Linked DNA regions of Mus musculus: region 1 is linked to region 2. The links are chromatin contacts, called in public Hi-C maps. All regions are on one chromosome and are shown on one strand. The core of a region is the stretch at or near the end of the contact, and the rest is flanking DNA. Distances in the headings are between cores, read along the strand shown.

Evidence for each region. A called contact is a pair of places that touch in the nucleus more often than the background predicts.
Region 1: a Hi-C map of epidermal suprabasal cells shows a contact between it and region 2, with 4 times the contacts expected there. The contact joins the promoter of Zfp750 here to the enhancer-like site in region 2. A contact is called at or near these places in 9 of 39 promoter capture datasets (the HPC-7 cell line, HPC-7-derived erythroid cells, embryonic stem cells and 5 more), 1 of 15 datasets of contacts at CTCF or cohesin (CD8 T cells), 16 of 484 Hi-C or Micro-C datasets (the Ba/F3 cell line, common lymphoid progenitors, cranial neural crest and 11 more), 6 of 115 datasets of contacts at active chromatin or transcription factors (the HPC-7 cell line, double positive thymocytes, embryonic stem cells and 1 more) and 3 of 9 other capture datasets (adipose tissue, liver and pancreatic islet).

What each region holds. Positions count from the first base shown.
Region 1 is chr11:121,515,951-121,521,292 of GRCm38.p6, reverse strand. Zfp750 (zinc finger protein 750) reads left to right here and starts at 1,951. Exons shown (of 3, transcript NM_178763.4): 1 at 1,951-2,063. All of the region lies in intron 13 of Tbcd (tubulin-specific chaperone d), which reads right to left.
Region 2 is chr11:121,476,360-121,482,377 of GRCm38.p6, reverse strand. All of the region lies in intron 7 of Tbcd (tubulin-specific chaperone d), which reads right to left. Among named protein-coding and RNA genes, the nearest start is that of Tbcd, 27 kb to the right of the region's middle. Within about 2 kb of position 3,312, at least 31 of the 459 cell types and tissues checked have an H3K27ac peak or open chromatin away from gene starts, as enhancers often do. A contact at or near this core is called in epidermal suprabasal cells, morula and neutrophils, where this site is marked.

The DNA.
Region 1 (5,342 bases), core at 702-3,201, 40 kb before region 2:
ATATAAGGAAAAAGAAGAGGAGGAAAAACATTCATATTCTCTCTTTCTCTCTCTTTCTCTCTCTCTCTCTCTCTCTCTCTCTCTCTCTCTCTCTCTCTCTCTCTCTCTCTCATAAAGCTAGAGATTGCCCTTGATCAACATCTAGAGCGTGTGGATATCATCAAGCCACAGATGCCAGGCCATGTAGGGACATGGTGGCAAGGCTGGGCCTCAAAACAGGGGATGCTCACTAAATGTCACCCTTCAGATCAGAACTCCTGCTGCATGAAGACTCTCCTTGGAAGAAAGCACTGTAAAGTGGCATTAGGCCAATACGTCTGTTGGAGGGTTTAGGGATTAGTATAGCACTGCCCTCACTGACTATGAAATACAAAAAAGAAGAGGGAAGGAAATGTAGAAGCTATGACACAGCAAAGATAGGACTGGCCCAAGTGAGAGGGCAGCACAAAGGGAGGAGGGATGGCCCTCAAGAGGATGTGGGAGGCAAAGAGTTAAGGGGGTCCATTAAAAACACCTGAAGTCCAGATTGCAAATTAGAATCAAGGAGTAAAACTCTCAGCAAAAGGTGAGTGAGAGCAGAGGGGAAAGGGTAAGACTTTCAGCAAGTCCCTGCCAGCCTTCCTAAGAAGCTGGCCTGCCCCAACTGCTCCAGAAAGAGGTGCAGCAGAAACGGCACTGAGATAATTCTCAGCCTTGCCTCTCCATTTTGCTCTCTTCAAGTCCTGAGATGTCCAAAGGCTACCCTCTACTGTGGAGTCCCGGAAAGTGGCAGAGTAGCTAGAGGACTTCACCATACCGGGAAGCCTCAGTAAACACCCACAGAGTAGAAGCACTGCCTGGGGGAACCGGAACCAGTACAGACCACCTCCGCCCAGACAGATGTAACAAACTGTAACAAACTGGTGACTGTCTCAGAGCAGAGCTTAAGGTAACTTGCTACTCAGCTAGAGATGTGAGAAACCCTAGGGAACTGCTCGCTGTTCTTATAAGACTGAGCATTTGGCTTAGACTCTTCCTAGGAATGAGACAAAGTAACTAAACTAGGTTTTAAAGAATTAAACATAAAGGTGAAGCCAAGTAAAATCTAAAGTCTTAAATGCGTGCTGGCCCTTGCCAGCAGCTTCAGGTATGACCAAGAGCCTAGCCAGCTATCACAGTGTCCTTTCCCTGTCCCCAAACTGACATCACATTCCAGCCTCCACTGCAGCCCGCACAAGCCTCAAAGCAAACAAGTAAACACTGGGGGTGGGGTGGGGGGTGGGGGTAGGGGATGGTAAAATGGCTCCAAAATTTAAAATCTAAGTTATTACTTAAAGAGGGGGTGTGAAGGTGAACACACTGCCGACGCCCAAATGACAGACAGCACATGTCAGCTCCACAACCAGTACAGGCCCTGGGCATGTTCCGGCAGGTCCCTGTGACAAGGCAGCAAGGTTAGCATCCTCTCTGCCACCCTAGTTCTCCCGGTGACCTCAACAAAACTCCTAGAGAAGGGTAGAAATCGCAGAGGTGGCCAGAGGCTTCTCTGGGCATCACAGCAAAAACACTTGTCATGTTTCCATCGGTGACATGTGTTTCAGGACAAAGTTATATTTCTCTGCTTCTATGTTCCTATGCTGGAGTACTGAAGCGAGCAAGCGAAGCTCTACACCTGAGTCTTTAATGAGCATCAAGTGCTTGTGATACAAGTACATCAGCACTAGACTCTGCATCCAGATATCCTGATTCCTCTGCAACTGGGCAGCCCTCCCAGGACCCCACACACCGTGAACCTAGAGTCCTGTGGGGCACCTGGAGTGGCACAGGACTCTCTGGATCCCTGCTCAGTGAGGCTACGTGGAGCTCAGTGGGTGCAAACACTTGAATTGTAGCTGCAGGCGGAGGAATATCAGGTGCATCTCTACGCCCCGAGGGCTCAACTCCTACACTTAAATCCCTCCCACTGGAACAGCCGGCTCCAGTTTCACCGAGCCAGCGAGCCAGCGTGAGAACAGATCCTGCTCCTCAGACCTCAGCACCTTGCACAGAAGAAGGACTCCGCATCCCAGCACTGCCCACCTTTGGTAAGTGCTTACTATTTCTTCAAGTTTTCTTTCAAAACTACTCTTTAATGTGTCTTGAGGAATCTGTCTGGGTAAATTGTTTGCTGTTGTCTGCTCTTTCCTGCTCTCACTATTCCCTAAGGATTACTCAGAACCCGGCAGGTGCATCTCGGGGATGCAGACCACAATTACAGAACTCCTAATGGGGCTGATACGTTATTCCAAGACTATGAGCAAGCTTATTTAGAAATCAAGCCATCCTTTCTGCTATAAAATTTATTTTAAAAACAAAAGATGGATTTATAGTATTGCTTAATTGTTCCCTACTTTTCAAAGAAATTACAATAAATTTTGACATAAAAGAGGCAAAACTCACATATATAGAGAGAGATACAACTGTTTGGTTTCATTTCTAGTTTAACATCTAAAGCTTTTCAAATTTAAAATAACTGCTGCTTTGACAAAACCTTTCAAAAACAAGAAACCAACTAAGTTTAGGTTTTTGGTTTGGTTGTTAAGATTATACATGGGGGGGGGGGGATAAATCTGTATGAAAATAATTATCGACCGAATAATCGGCCAAATCTGACCAAGTCAGACTTGGTTTAAGCAGAAACGCCTGCATTTCCTATCTGAGTGTTTGCATTAGAAAAGGCTCTCTGATGTTTTAAACTGCTGTGTTACAGAAACACAGGCAAGGCGAGCTCCGGTGCCATGCTGGTCGGGAAGCCGTGAGCCTGCACAACACAACCCATTTGTTTTCTAGATCCTTCCTTCCAAACACACTCTAGAAAACAGCTTTCTTCTAAGACTATGGCCTCCCTAAGTTCACCTTCATCTTAAAGAACAGAAAGTTTGGGAGGGAGCGGCGGCCAGCTACTGCAAAAGCCCACATGAAGTAAAACTCACAAATCTCGTTCTTGCGACACCCCAGTGGGTAGACGACAGTGGCGTGCCCTTGAGTGGTGCAATAACGCCACATCACAGTGCTGTAATTATAGCATGCCCTTCACGACGTTCCACCTGCGAGGCTCTGCGCCAGACAGCTGGACACCACCAGGAGGAATAGTACTGCACTGTCTTGATTTGCAGGTCAATTCACAGGACAAACATAGCTGCCTGGCCCGTCACATCGCTGGCCTATAAAGCAAAGCTGTAATTACCTCTATTGTATCCTATCAGGGTTCTCTTAAATTATTCTTTCTCTTGTCTGATTTCTAAGTGCAAGCCCCTTAGAAACTTCTAAAAACATGCCAGCCACTCACTGTTGTCTTGACAGCAGCAACTACACTACATGTCCACACTCAGGGACTGCTGAAGTTTAATGCTTTAAAGACAAACAGGACCCTGTGGCCAATCGAAACTACACAGTGCTCACTCTGTGTGTGGGCAGGTATCCCGGATGGCACACTGTGGGCAGGTGGAAGGTGCTCTCAGCCCTGGGCCCTTTCTGAACGCAGTCAAGTCATTTAATATAAGAGATATCGAAGTCTCAAGTCATACAGCCTGATGTGTGTCAGCAAAAAAATTGGGACACATCTTACAGATCTTAAGCTGGATACTGTACATGTTTCTAGGTCACTGTATTATTGTACATACTGTATGCTGCATTGCAAGATGATTCAGAGAAGGAAGTCTGGGGCCAAGGTGAGGTCTGGGGAGGCATGTTTGAGAACAGGGCTTCCCCAGGGAAGACAGAGAACAACTCTCTGCCAAAAGCCCTTGATGAGGGCTGAGTGCCTGTGGGAAGACACCCTCATGAACCCCCCTGACCATCAAATGGGAAGTAGAAGGGAGGAGGGTATGGTGCCAAGTAAAATTCCTCTGGGACTGTTTCAGTATCAAACATGCTAACACTACAGTTCTCAGACAGCCATAGCTACACATATAGCCTTCCAGAGATGTATTCCCAAAGTAGTAACAGGCCCAACCTTAAAAAAAAAAAAAGGGGGGGGGGGGGAAGCCACATACCCTTCTTATGCCTTTAGGAAAAGCTTCACCTTTGAATATAAACCCAAAAGTACTGTAAACAGTCAAAGTTCTTGGCTTTCCTGTTTTGGCAACAATGTGTGCTTTTGGGAATATTTAACACCAGCGGCTGCCAGACAGTTCAAAGTCCAGCAGGTATAAACTGACCAAACAGGACTTATTGTAAGCCTCCATGCCCACAGACATATGTGCCTGGCTGCAGTCATGGCTGTGGGTTTATTTCTTGATAGTCATAAACCTCACTTGCTTAGGACAGAGAACTCACAGGCTGACATCATCATTCAAAAGCTTACAAAAGCATCAATTTTATCCCACTTACTTCTCTAACACGGTAGTTTTATAGATGAGTTACGCCCGCCTTACACCTGCCTCCAAGCAGTGAGCTCTCCGCCTTAATTAGCAATTGTGAAATCCTGAGGGTCAGTTTATCCGAAGTTACTGAAATGATTACAGCCGAGCCTGCTTCTGTATCCATTCCCTTTCAGTTTTAATAAACCTCAGGAAATGGCCTCACTCTAGAACCCTTACACAAGAGCCACTGCTGCCTATCCCAGCCAGCCTGCTCACTGTCCTGGGGATCAGCAGCCAAAAAAATTAAAAGACAAAGGCTGAAACCAAAACTTCACATAGCATGACACACGCACACACTCACACACGCATGCACGCACACTCGGTAATAATTATTTCCTCAGTTACTCCTCTTTCTTATAAGACAGGAAACCCTTACCATGACAATGTACTTATTTAACCTCCGTAGATGTTCAGTACTTAACCCCAGTGGCACGCTTACTGCTGCCCGAAACCATCAGTAACGTTTACTACAGCTGCTTCTCTGAGGGCCCGTCATTATTTCCTTACGTCCTGAGGGGCTCTTCTAGCCTGCCCAGGACACACGGGGCACTGTCCCACGTCTGTCCCCAGGAACTGGGAAGCAGCTCATACTCGACGAATGTTTGCAACTGTCATCATTCTGATCATGATGCTCCCAGCTAGTGATGAAATCATCCCTCTCAGATCTGTGCCATGACATATCCTATACAGCCATGGGAACCTGACTTGCAGAGGTTCTCACGCCTTCAGAATCAAGAGTGTAATGAGCATGCCAGCACAGGTCCCACTGACTTATCGAGCTGCCCTCATCAGCCAGTCAGACAAGGGAGGCTTCTCGGGCTCCCTGACGCAGGCAGGGAAAATGCACTCCAGGTATACGCTGGGCCCACAGAGAGTTTCTTTACATTTTTCCTTTTAATAAGAAGGAAAAGTCACAAGGCTATTACTAAGTGTTAATATGATCAGCTTTGACATAGGACT
Region 2 (6,018 bases), core at 2,063-4,562:
ACACACACACGCATACACACACACACGTCTCTGTGTCTCTCTCTGCCTCTATCTCTGTCAGGCTTCTACAGTCACAAGGCTAAGGAGGACAAGCTGTAGGACAACAGGAATGAGGTTAAGGTTGTGACTTCAGGTGTCACAAGTGTACCCACGGCCCACAGAATGAGGGCTCTAGAACAAGGACAGAGAGCAGGAAACAAAGATCAAGGGCAAATCAGAGATGAGATGTCAACAGCCAAGGCCTGAGGGAAGCATGTGAGAAGGAAGGCCAAGGAAAGTATCAGGGCAGCCAGGTATCAGCACCTGCCCGTGGGCCAGGTGAGAGGAGGAGGAGGTGGAGCGTGAGGTGTTCAAATGGCCCGCAGCAAAAGCCACGAGCCAGGCTAAAGGTGGAGGGGGCTCCCCACTGGCCTCCTGGGTCTCCATTACTAACGCAGCTCACACGCGCAGGTGGGCAGGGACGGGGAGGATGAGGCCATGCACATGTACATACGCGTTCCTACAGGGCTCACCTAGGTAAAGTGCTGAGCTGCGTGAAACTACAAACAGCCAGAGCCTACTCAGAGCCTACTCAATGCCTGGCACAGGAACCCTGAGTCTATGGAGACAGCACTCTCTATAGACAGTGCCTCATCTCCATCCTATCCGTCACGCGCTTTCTCCACCCAAAACCTTCCTCTTCGGGATAGAAAGATGGCTCTGGGGAGAGGCGCTTGCTGCTGCCAAGCCTGCATTCAATCATACGGTGAAAGGTGAGAGTTACTTCTGCAAGCTGTCCCCACATGAATGCTCTGGTACACACATCACACTATACCCGAAAATATATATAAACAAGTAAAGTGAAAAGCAAAGTTGCCCTGAGCACTAAGGCACAAGCCCCCAGACATTCTGCCCTAGGATGCTGAGCCAGGGCTTCTCTAGAAACCAGGCTCCACAGAAGCCCACAAACAAAGAGGCCAAAGTCCACAAGACCATGACAGGCTAAGCTGAAGAGCATGACCAGGGCTGATTAGCTAGTCTCCACACACTCTGAGGCAAGAGAGGTTTGTCACTTCTCTTCCAGATAGAGCAAGGTACCACACCTATGCCTCGGGCCACCAGGAGAGATGAAATCCAAGTATAGCTAAAGCCTATTCAGAGGCCAAGGCCAGGACAGTCTGGTCAGGCAGCTGAAGGCCCAGACAGAGCCAAGTCTAGGATACTGGTTCCTCGTGCTTACCCATACAGGTAATCTAGTCAACAGTCACTTGTACCCAGGCACCCGACCCCTATCCTTTAAACCACACGCAAGGAAGAGAGACGCTCCAACACATGCCTCGTGGGTCAGATTGCCATGCAGCCCCTGGGATGGGCCTGTGGATCCTGGTACCTTAGCTCTCTCTCTTCAGTGTTAATACTGTTGCCTGTGAGGTTTCTGGGTTTTGCTGCAACTTTGTGGCTTTTTGTTTCTCTCCGTGCTAGGTAACCCAGGGCTACAAGAATGCTACAGAAGTGGTCTCTGGTACTGAGCTATACCCCCAAACTATAAGTTCAGTAAGAATTCTACCTTTAGTCAACAATAGATAAAATAAAGTCTGGATTTTGAATTTTGTTTGTTTATGGTTTGGGGGCAGTTTCTCTATGTAGCCCAGGCTATCCTGGAACTCTCCATGTAGACCAGGCTGGCCTCGAACTCAGAGATCCGCCTGCCTCTGCTTCCCAAGTGCTGGGATTAAAGGCGTGCGCCACCATGCCTGGCAAATTTTGAAATGTTAAAAATAGGAAAAATTAAAAACAAACAAACAAACAAACAAACAAAAAACCCCACCTAACTGTGAAGAGGAGATGCTATGTCAGCTGGTAGTAAACAAAAGAATATCCCCTGCCACCAATCAACACAGGCAGTACCTTCCCTACCAGCAGCCTGTCTTTGGAACCAAAAGTTCCCTCACCATCATAACCACTGAAGGAAACCCAGAGAAGCCGCCATGGTCAGAAGCTTCTAATCTGAAGGAAAACCATGACCACACAACCATCAACCAATAAGAAAAGGTAAAATACATTTAAGAGACAATGTTTTATTTTAAAATATGTTTTCTGCCCTCAAATTTCCTCCATTTGCATTAATACTAACACTCATGAGCAAAGGGGCCTTCCAGAGAAACGAAGTTGCCAAACACTTGTTTCCTTCCCACAAGAGTTAAGAATCAATGCCGCGAGAGGGCTATGCTTCGAGGGAAATAAAATCAATCCTAGTTTCGATGTGACTTGTTCAGAGTTCACCTGTTTCGCCTAACCCACACTAATGAACAGGTGGATAAAAATGAAGCCAAGTGCATCAAAGGAAACATGCAATCCTGAAGCACAATACACCTGCAAGTTTCATCACGCACAAGACACCAGCCCTCTGCCTTCAGGTCTGACAAGCCCATGGTGAAACTGCTCCACCCACTGAGCGTAACTTCCTCCTGCCCTGGAGCCAGATCAGACCCAAGTGACCCTCTAAGAGAGAAAAAGAAGCCAAGAGGGAGACTGAGGAGACAACGCTGCCCCAGAGCGGAGGCTTGAGGGGTGGGGGAAGGGCGGTGGCAAGCCAGGCACCTCGAGCCCTAGGAGATGAGACCACCGTAGCTGTTGGTCTACAGCAGTTTCATTCAGCCACTTCCCAGGATTTCAGTTGTCTGCGTCAGACAAGTGCTCACCATCCTCGGGGCAAGTCTCTCTAGATAGAGCAGAGGTGCTGTTGCCAAACCACCAAAGTACTCTGCCCCAACGGCAGAGAGCTGGGTCTCATCTTCCCCTCCCTTGCCAACACACCCAGCTGGGGGGGGGTGGGGGGGGAGGGAGGAGTGTAGGAGACTCAACTTTCTAAGCCTCTGGGAACCCTTTTTACACCTCAGGAGGAAGCAAAAAGAGAATTTCTCTCCTCAACACTGGAATTTAAAGATGTCCAAATAAAAGGCACACATGTCTGGCTGGTTTAAGTCACTAAAAGGAATCTCAACCCACTGGCAAAACTGGCAAGGAATGGAACAGCAACTGCCCTACAGTGTCTGAGCACAACCTATGCCCCATGCACCTCCTAAGTAAGAAGAAACAGAAATCTTGGGAACTACACAGAGACTCAGGTGATCAAAAAGAACAAAAAGGCAAAGAATGTAAAACGAGACAGAAAGCAGTCACTGCGGAATGCTCCAGGCACGTTGGCCAGGACCTCAGTTAAGGCCCACAAGTTATCACCACCTCCCACAGGAGCCTGCTTCACCTAAGCAGGAAGCCTGTCTACCCTGCCAGCCACAATCTCTATTGCCATGGGCAGGAAGAAGTGTAGAGCAGAAAAACTCCTGGGCCAGGCTGGCAGGTAGCTCAAAACTGCAGACTGAGCTAGGTCCAGTGGGACACACCCATAACCCTTGCTAACAGAAGCTAGCCTGAGCTATAAAGCAAGATCCCTCTCACAGTCCCTAACCCAAGAAAGAATGCAAACAGCCGAACAAAAGCCATCTAAAATCAATCCCCTGAGATTAATTGTGCCTGTCCTCCCATGTGTCCCATATACACGCTAGACAGGTCTAACACCCTTCCCTCAAGCACCACCATGCAGTAACAGACTCTAGCTACGGTTTGTCAGACCTTCCTGTATTCTCTTGATGTGAAAACTTTCAACAAGACTCAGGCCAAGCCGGGGGTGTTGGCTCACACCTGAGATCCAGCACTCAGGAGGAAGAAGCAGGAATATTAACACAAGTTCAAGGCCATCCTGGGCTACAAGTCCCAGGTAAACCAAGGCTGCACAGTAAGTAGGTAGAAAGCCAGGTATTGTGACACAAACCTTTAATTCAAGCCCTCTGGAGGTACAGGTGGATAGAGCTCTGAGTTCAAGCCCAGCCTGGTCTACAAGAGTTCTAGGACAGTCACAGCTACATAGAGAAACCCTGTCTCAAACAAACAAACAAACAAATGGAGTGGGAACTGGGTGGGTGTGGGATGGATGGGTGGAGAGAAGACAGCAGGTCGGGCAGGGAGGCAGAGATAGATCAGTTGGTCAAGTTTAGACTGAGTTCAATCCCTGGAACCGAATGAGGGACACAGAAAACGTTCAATAAGTTGTTTCGAACTCTTTATTGTTGTTGCTGCTGCTGGGCTCAAAAGATGGCTCAACAATTAAGAGCATTTTGGTCTCCACACAGGCAATAAGCAAATATAAAAAGAAAAAAAAAATTTTAAAGATTCATGCCAAAAATATTAAGAACCTACTTACACCCAAATCTTTCAAATAAACTATTTCTATCTACCTATTCATCAGAATTACCTAAAACACAAATGTACAACACCTACCACGATTTATAAATCAACTGTGACCTCTGCCCCACTCTTTCCTCTTCCTTCCTCACACTACCTTTCAGGGTAAGCCACAACTTGCACTAACCTCTACTGCTACAATCAAAATGGAAATCACAATAAAACCTCTGTAGTTGCCTCTCCCCACAGCTAGAACAAAGGCCTCCCAAGGTATGGGCTGTACAGCTGAATCTGCAAACCCCAAAGATATCTACCATAGGCAGAACCTCACATCTCATCAATAACTTAGTTTGTGTATGTGCTCATGTGCGTACCACAACTGATAAGTGGGGGCAACCATAATTTTTCTTTATTTCTAATTTTTATTTTATTTATCTATTTTACTTTTTTATTTCTATTTATGGATATATGTATGTGCATCTGGGTGTATACGCACATGTGTGTGTAAGTGCTCTCAGAAGCCGAAAGATGACATCCAGATCGCCCAGAACTAGTTACAGGGTGTTCTGTATGTACCTCCTAACTTGGGTGCGGGGAACTGAACTAGGGTCCTCTGGAAAAGCAGCAAGTGAGCCATCTCTTGGGCCCCACAACTATAATTAAAAAAACAAAACAAAAACAAAAAGAACTTCAAAAACAAAATACTATAGTTAAACAAAGGGAAAAAAAACAACTCTCAGGGGCTGGGTAAGGATAGATAGTTCAGTACTTGCCTGTCATGTTTAAGGGTCTTGGCTTGACACCCCAGCACTACCAAAAAGAAAAGGGGGGGGGTTGTTCTATGTGCTGAGGAAAACAATCTATTACTATACACAAATAGAGAAACACCTACTGATACATACCCAAAATAATTATAAATTTTTAAAAACCTATTTTATGTTCCCCAGTAGCATTAATCACAACAGTCAAAAACAGTCACATAATGAAACAGTTTCGGCCTGCGAAAAAGTAGTGAAGAACTGACGCGTGCCTGCCACAGGGTGGGCAGACCCTACAGACGCTGTGCTCAGGGAAAAGAGCCTATCCTACATAAAAGTCACCTCCCAGACAGGTGAGCTCAGTGCCACTGGCCTGTGGAGTATGATGCAGTGTGTATGCGGAATGGCATACTGAGAAGAGACAACGGTGGCTATACAACTCTGTAGACCTAACAAAATGAACTAACGCCCATCTGGAGCCGCCAAGTCTTCAGAGAGAGCAGCAGAGCAGAAGCTCAGGTCTTAAGAAACATTTTATTTTCCCAGGCCTCCCTCTTGCATGTTTTGAATGGCAGGCCTCTGAAAGGCAATGGCAATATCACTGAAAATAAAGAGACACCAGCCGTTTCTCATCCCCACAACCAGGATACACATTCAGCTGCAGAGGCACATGGAGTAGGTCCAGAGAGCCTCGACTTGCCTTCCCGTCCCAGGTTGCATGTCCCCTTCCCAGGGCTGTTGGCACCTGCCCTGATACCTCCCACCCTGCATCAGGACCTGTATTAAGGAGTAGTACAAAAAGCCAAACTCAGTATGACTGGTTGCCTTCAGACTTCTCCAAAGGATCCTACTTCTAAGTGACATGTCAGCTCCCTTTGCCTTCAAGACAAGGACAAGAACTACTGTCAAATCGCATCCAGTGTAATCAAAGAAAAACAAGGAAGAGGTTTCTGACCCTGGAGCCGCACAGTTTCAGAAGGCTATCTGCACCCTCCAGAATGCCAAACCCTAGAAACCAGGGCCTTATACAGCTATCCAT